Linked DNA regions of Pan troglodytes: region 1 is linked to region 2. Evidence: chromatin contacts called from public Hi-C data. All regions are on one chromosome and are shown on one strand. Each heading gives the region's core, a stretch centred on a gene start, on an enhancer-like site or on the middle of the called end of the contact. The rest is flanking DNA. Distances are from core to core; before and after follow the strand shown. Region 1 holds the start of PRIMPOL (primase and DNA directed polymerase). Region 2 overlaps ENPP6 (ectonucleotide pyrophosphatase/phosphodiesterase 6).

Region 1 (3,852 bases), core at 419-2,918, 380 kb after region 2:
TTAAGTAGCAGCTCTTCTAATCAAATGTGGTGGCGGGAGAAAGGGAATGCAGAGGTGTTGCAGGCAGACACTAGGTATGAAGGTCAGCATTGCCGTGCAGAAATCGAATTGGTGCTAAAGATAAGGAGGGGTGGGGGCACTCAGGACCCAACACACGCAGGGGTTTGTTAGCCATATTAAGTGCTGGGTTTAACCTAAGGGCAAAGGACGAGCTTTCTAGACTTACATTTCATAAAGATCCCTCTGCCTGTGCTGTAAAAAGTGGACTGCAAAGGAGCAGGCGGGTCTGGAAGTGGAGAGACCAGGGAAGAGGCTGCTGTGGTCAGACGGCTGAAATCAGAGATGGAGAGACGCGGACAGATCTGGCAGACATTTACAAGGTCGACAAGGCTTGGTGACTAAGCAGGAAAAGAAGTGGGTGGGCGAGAGGGGGCTGCGAACGATGTTTTCCGGTTTCCTGCTTGGGTGCCACTTACTGAGAATGGGGGAAAGACGCAGGTGCAGGGCACACCCACCGAAAACCAGAGCGCCGAGTGTGAGCAGGGCTCGCTAACTCCTCACGGCCTGGGATTTCAAGGCGACGCCAACCAGCTGTGGCCACGGATACACAGCCACAGGTACGAGCTGCGAGCACTCACGAAACTCTGCAGGGCCGAAAAGGAATTGGAGTTTAAACCCTGCAACTAGCTCTCTGGAAGAGCTAAACCACATTGTCAACCCGGGATAATCCAGGCCCCAGGCATGGAAGGCAGCAGAGACGGAAGCCTCGTCCAAAATTGGAAGGATCAGCCCCCAGGGCGAGTATCTCACAGTCAGCACCCGGCCGCCCCAGCCCTCGCAGCACCGCTTCCCGGGGACACTCCTCCGCCGGCGGTAGCGCCGTCCGTTTCCCAGCTTGCCGCTGCCTTCCGCCGCCTGACCCGGCCTTCCGGCACTCGGCCGGCCGCCAGGTCTCCCGCCCTCGGAGCTCGGTGCCCCGTGCCCGACCTCCCGGCCCCGGGCTCGGTTCCCCTGGCCAGGCCTCCCGCTGCCTGGCCTCCCCGGCCCGGGGCTTGGTTCCCCCGGCCCGGCCTCGCGCTGCCCGGCCTCCCCGGTCCCAGCCCAGCCTCCCGCCCCCGGGCCAGGTCTCCCCTCCGATGACCTGAGGCCTTTCCTTAGGTTACTCCCAGGTCCCTCTCCCTAAATCAAAAGCCTTAACCCGCTGCCTGGCTTCCCCGGCCCCGGCCCAGGCTCCCGCCTCCGGGCCAAGTCTCTCGCTCCGCGGGCTTCACTGCTCGCCCCCGCCCGGGTGAGGTGGCAAAACAAACACTCCGCCGCCCAGACCGGGCAGGTCCCCGGGCGGGCGCCGGGCCTGGGAGGACGCCGGGAGCGGGGGCCGGGCTGACGGCCCGGAGCGAGGGCGGCAGTCACCGCACAGCCTCCTCATACCTTCCACAACCGCCTCACAATAGCAGCCATCCGCTAGGACCCGCGTCTGCACTGCTTCCGCGGCTCGCCGCCGGGAGATGTGCTCCAGCGCCAGCCCCGCCTCCCGCCCGCCTCCCGCCCGCCTCCCGCCCGCCCCTGTCGGCCCCTCGCGCCTCCTCCGCTGGGGCCCGTCCCCTAGCTCCCGCCCGCCCGAGAACCCAGCCCCAGGCTGGGCCCCGGGAGGCGCCCGCCCACTGCAGCAGGCCCCGCCCCCGCGCTCCGCGTCCTCACGCCCTGGTCCCGCCCCCGCGTCCCGCGCCAGTCCTCACGCTTTGGTCCCGCCCTGAGGCTCGGCCCGGCTCCCCCGCCCCGGATTTGAAATCTAGGTGTTCCTGAGAGGCCGCGGGCTTCCGTTCCCAGCGCGGGATTCTGGAGGGAAATTGAGGGAGACTTGGAAACCGCGCCAGGCCCAACGGGTACCTAGAAGGGAGACAAAGCCAGGCCTGCTGCCCAGTTTGAGCTCTGGGAAGAAGAGGAGCAGGCCGGGACGCCCACCGGTAATTTCTGTCTCCTCTGCGATGACCTGAGGCCTTTCTTTGGGTTACCCTCAGGTCTCTCTCCCTAAATCAAAAGCCTTAACCTCCTGTCACCAGGGTGCCAGGCTAGAAATAACCAGGTCCACGCATGCTGTGTTTTCCACCATGTCAGGCTGCTATGGACGCTCTTTCGATCACAGAAGCCACGAGCTGCGTGGAGTTCCCAAGGAGGCAATTCTCAGCACTTGCTGGTCACTGGGTAGTCAGAGCCTGGACACCCAGGCTCAGGCCGCTCCACGCATCATAGTAGTGTACTTAATCCACATATAAATGTTACAAGTTAAGCATCCCACAACAAAGTAGCATTTAACATCATGAGGAAAAAGAGATGGGACAAAGAGATTAACGAACCAATCCAGAGGGAGTGAAGAAGAGGAAAAGAAGCCTGGTTGGGGCCGAGAGGTCCTTCTGCAAAGACGGCGTCAGTTAAGCCGGCTGTTGGGAGCTGCCCAAGGCCTCATCTTTTATAGTCAGAGTCCTGTGGTGAGAACTGGTAATGGAAGAGAGTGCTTGTTTGTGTCCTTACCTGGTTGGATGCGGACTATTTTTTTATTTGTTTCTTAAAGTATAGTATGCTTGTTGGCAAATGCCTTATGAAATATAAAAATGGGGTCTTCTCCTAAGATGGAGTTATTAATGGTTACGTCAAGGGTGTGCCATACACTGCCCTACTGATCCCCTTCCTATTTTGGGTCATGAACTCATTTCAGACCCTGAAGCAAACTGTGAATCGTTTTCGCAGAAGAATTCACCAACACATGTGAGCACGACATTCTGCATCAGATTTCAAAAAGTTCTTGACATTCAGAAGTCAGATCAGGGACCCCATGGCGGAGCCTGTTTCTAACACTTGCGCCTATTCGACTATAGGGACTATATTCTGCACAGAAATATACTTAGTTTTATATATGGTTACCCCTTGCTGAGTTTATTGCATGCTTTTACATTTTCATAATACATTTGTTTGTTTCATCCTTTCAACAATCCCTCGGGATAGGAATTCCAATTTAAAGAGGATAAGGTTTAAAGAGGTTAAGGCCGAGTTTAAAGAGGTTAAGTCCCGGCGCGGTGGCTCATGCCTGTAATCCCAGGACTTTGGGAGGCCGAGGCAGGTGGATCACGAGGTCAGGAGTTCGAGACCAGCCTGGCCAAGATGGTGAAACCCTGTCTTTACTAAAAATACAAAAAAAATTAGCCGGATGCAGTGGTGGGCGCCTGTAATCCCAGCTACTTGAGAGGCTGAGGCAGGAGAATCGCTTGAACCCGGGAGGCAGAGGTTGCAGTGAGCCGAGATTGCGCCACTGCACTCTAGCGTGGGCAACAGAGCAAGACTCTGTCTCAAAAAAAAGAAAAAAAAGGGGTTAAGTAGTTTGCTGTTGCTAAAAAGACAGTCACAGGAGTTAAACTCAGATCCCACAAATAAGACTTAGGCCTTTCTTTATCCCTCCTGAATTGAGTGAACACCAATGTTTGACAGTCCTTTTTCTGCCTCAATAAAACTGAGAAATAGGACCCACTCCCAACCTTAACAGTGGCTCTGCAGAGCAGTAATTTGCAAAGAGGGGACTAGTGTGGTTGAACTAGTCCTTATCCTATTGTGATGCCCAAACCCCTTCCTGTACTAAACTTTCTTGCCAAATTAGCAAGCATTAGCAGCAGTTTTCTGGTTTCCTGTAAATCACACTAATTTACTTACTCTGTGAACTTTTTTTTTTGAGACGGAGTTTCACCCTTGTTGCCCAGGCTGGAGTGCAGTGGTGCAATCTCGGCTCACTGCAACCTCTGCCTCCCGGGTTCACATGATTCTCCTGCCTCAGCCTCCCAAGTGGCTGGGATTACAGGTGCCTAC
Region 2 (3,451 bases), core at 931-3,430:
GTTAGAAACTAGTTTCTCGTGCCCTCCTTGGACTCAGAATACAATACCAGAGAACAATCAGATAAGTCAGGAAAAGTTAAAAGTTTGGGGAAATAGAGCTTCCGTAGGCAACTGTGAGGAATCAGGAACAGGCTGGGAGCAGGCACTGCCCACCTGTCCTACCCCGAGAGCACCAGGATAGGACTCCACACACGAGGACCGGACCTTGATGATGCTCACCCTCGCTCTTAACAAGCACTGGCTCTCTACAGATGTCACTTCCTTTAAGGATGAGTAAATAAGGGAGGAAAAACTCTATGGGGCGGGGCGGGGTCTGGGAGGTAGTTTTTTGTAAAGCTACAGAAAATAGGAAAGAGACTTCATCTCAATGATTTAGAAGACTTTAGAAGACTCTAAAAATAATCTACAGGAGGACCCAAGAGATCCAACACGCTGGAATCCTCTATAGGATATCAAAAGGTATAACCTATATTAAACAAACAAAAAATCATAAGGAATAAGTAAAAATGAAAATTACTAATATGTGATGAACCAATGCTTTTAACAAATGTTTATTAAGAACCCATTATGAAGGCCTGGCCCAGTGGCTCACACCTGTAATCCCAGCACTTTGGGAAGCCAAGGCAGGTGGATCACTTGAGGTCAGGAGTTCGAGACCAGCCTGGCCAACATGGTGAAATGCCGTCTCTACTAAAAATATAAAAATTAGCTGGGCGCGGTGGCACATGCCTGTAATCATAGCTATTTGGGAGGCTGAGCACAAGAATCACTTGAACCCAGGAGGTGGAGGTTGCAGTGAGCCGAGATCACACCACTGCACTCCAGCCTGGGCAACAGAACGAGACTCTGTCTCAAAAAAAAAAAAAAAAAAAAGAGAACCCATTATGAGGCACGCACTGGGCTGGGGTGGAGAATCCAGACATGGGTAGAATGGACAAGATGCCGCCTTTGAGGCAGCTTACACTTTGGTGAGGTTCACAGACGATGCACTAATAAATAATCCATAATGATAATTGCTATTAATGAATCAAACCAGGGGCTGATTGGGGGCAGGTAGTACCTACTCAGATAAAATAGGCAGGAAAGGCTTCTGTAGTATTTCATCTGAGCCAGATATGGAAAGCAAGTCATGTATATTCCTGGCAGAGGAAGCAAATTGCTTTAAGGTGAGAAAGAGCTCCACATGCCTGAAGAACTGAAAAAAGACCCATGTGCCTGGTAAATGGCACAGCTGAATTTGGGGACATAGGCAGTGTCAGCTCATGCAGAAGCTTCACAGCTGGGAAAAGTGCTTTGAATTCTTAGTACAAAAGAAAGCCACTGAGAGTGTGAGTGTGTGTGTATTCAGTATGTATATGTGTGTGTGTATGCACATGTGTACATCTGTACACACATACACATGCACACAGTTGGCCCTTGAACAGGTGCCAACCCCCACCCGGCAGTTGAAAATTCACCCATAATTTCTGACTTCCCTAAATGTAACTTGTTGACCAAAAGCCTCAGGTACTATTGAGCCTCTGTTGATTGAAAGCCTTACTGATAACATAAACAGTTGATGAACTCATAGTTTGTGTGTTATATGCATTATATGCTGTATTCTTACAACAAAGTAAGCCAAAGAAAAAGAAATGTTATGGAGAAAATTTAAGGAGGAGGAGGAGGAGAAGGAGGGCTGGGTCTTGGGGTCTCGGGGGTGGTAGAGGCAGAAGAATATCCATGTGTAGGTGGACCTGCGTAGTTCAAACCCATGTTGTTTGAGGGTCAGCTGTACATACACATGTTTAAATGTCTGCATAAACATCAATAACTCCAGCTACAGCATAGAGAACAGACTAGGAGGAGCAATGGGGGGGGGGGGGAGCAAAAAGAAGGGTGAGATGGTGGCCCCGTGAACTGAAGTGATGGCAGTAAAGATGGAGACAAAATGACCTTGAGAGAAATATTCTAGAGGTTGAAGCAACCTCAGCCGTGGATGGACGAGAGGAAGGCATAAGGAGCAGCAAGGCATCGGGCGTGATTTGGGTTTCTGGCTTGAGCGGCATGGCAGAGGACCACGAAAGATGGTCAGAGAGGCTCACGATGCCATAGCGAAACCGAAACCTCATTACAGGCAGCGAAGGCAGAACTGCAGGCGCAGAAAACAGAACTGCGATGCCGAGGGCAAACCAGAGAGTCCCCAGCACACCGGGAAACAGGAACAGAGATGACGGTGGTGAGAAAGAAGGCGGCAGAGAACGCAGAGCTGCCTTGTGAACCAGATTGGCATTTCTGAAAAAGAAACCAGAGTAACTGAAGAAAAACAACAGTCAGAAATTTACATGCAGTTCCCAGAAATGAGCACCTGCGTCTGAAAGTGTCCACCCTTTGCCAAGGAAAATTAGAATCCAAAGTATGACTATTTCCTCCAGAAACGCTTGAATTTCCTAAATGAATAATCAAAAAACAATTTTAACGTACTTGTAGAGAAAAATGCAAAGTCAGTGTGGCAATTACCAGGAGACAGTGGAACTGTGTCTGTATTTTGAAGCTTAACAAGTATGACTCATGAATTCTACAGCAAGCCGATCTTGTTATTCATGTGAGCAAGCAACAAAAAGATATTGTCACATCTACAAGAACTAAGAAAATGTACCATCTACATGTCCTTACCCAACTCTATCTAACAAGGGTGACTCCAGAACAAAGTTATGACATAAAAGGAGTCAGTAAGAATATCTTAGATTTAGTTATAGAAGTAAGTCAAAAAAGTTTTCTAAAGAGACTTTAAGCAAATGAAATGTAAATAATACCAAAAAAAAGTTATACAGTGTAAAAATATACTACTAATAAAAATTGTATCAAAAATCTGGAATACCTACAAAATTGGAAATATGAATGAAAAATTTTGATAGTAAGTGAAGATACTTGGTTTGTTTTGCATAACTGCGTAATTGCTATGGAGTAAATGAGTGGGGTGATGGTTTGAGAACAGCAGGGGGACCTACTTAAATAAAAAAGGTCTGAGAAGGTCTCTCTAAATAACTGCATGTTCCTGACTGTTTTGCAAGTGGAGCTGAGGTTCTCTGAAAGAAGGATAAAACATTTACACATTACTCCAAAAGTATTTAATTAGGTCCAGTACTGACGCAGTTGGACTGGATCGCATACCAATATTGATCCGAGAATTAAAAGCGGGTTATCCCTTTATTCAGCTTTAGGTGATATACAGGTAGCCGCAGAAGATAGAACAGGCAGCTCCTATGTCTCATAGTAAAATAGGGGAATGTTTAGTGACTATTTACAAAACTGTTAGCATATAACTCAAGCTAAGTTGATACTTACTCTGTTTCTTGTTCTCACAAAGCTGAACAAAATATCTGCCTACAAAGCAGGGCAAAGAGCTTTCCTGTATGTTGAAAAGTTTGTTTTCATAATTTCAAGGGCAGCTGGCCTATAGCCATTACACCAG

Evidence for each region. Hi-C and Micro-C count contacts between places; a contact is called where the count stands out from the background.
Region 1: a contact with region 2 is called in a Hi-C map of a lymphoblastoid cell line, with 3 times the contacts expected there. The contact joins the promoter of PRIMPOL here to the enhancer-like site in region 2. A contact is called at or near these places in 2 of 7 Hi-C or Micro-C datasets (a lymphoblastoid cell line and stem cell-derived neural progenitor cells) and 1 of 1 datasets of contacts at active chromatin or transcription factors (stem cell-derived excitatory neurons).

What each region holds. Positions count from the first base shown.
Region 1 is chr3:186,289,530-186,293,381 of NHGRI_mPanTro3-v2.0_pri, forward strand. PRIMPOL (primase and DNA directed polymerase) reads left to right here and starts at 1,669. Exons shown (of 14, transcript XM_063809227.1): 1 at 1,669-1,964. It also overlaps a transcript of CASP3 not described here.
Region 2 is chr3:185,906,976-185,910,426 of NHGRI_mPanTro3-v2.0_pri, forward strand. All of the region lies in intron 1 of ENPP6 (ectonucleotide pyrophosphatase/phosphodiesterase 6), which reads right to left. Among named protein-coding and RNA genes, the nearest start is that of ENPP6, 8.2 kb to the right of the region's middle. Within about 2 kb of position 2,181, at least 9 of the 24 cell types and tissues checked have an H3K27ac peak or open chromatin away from gene starts, as enhancers often do. A contact at or near this core is called in a lymphoblastoid cell line, where this site is marked.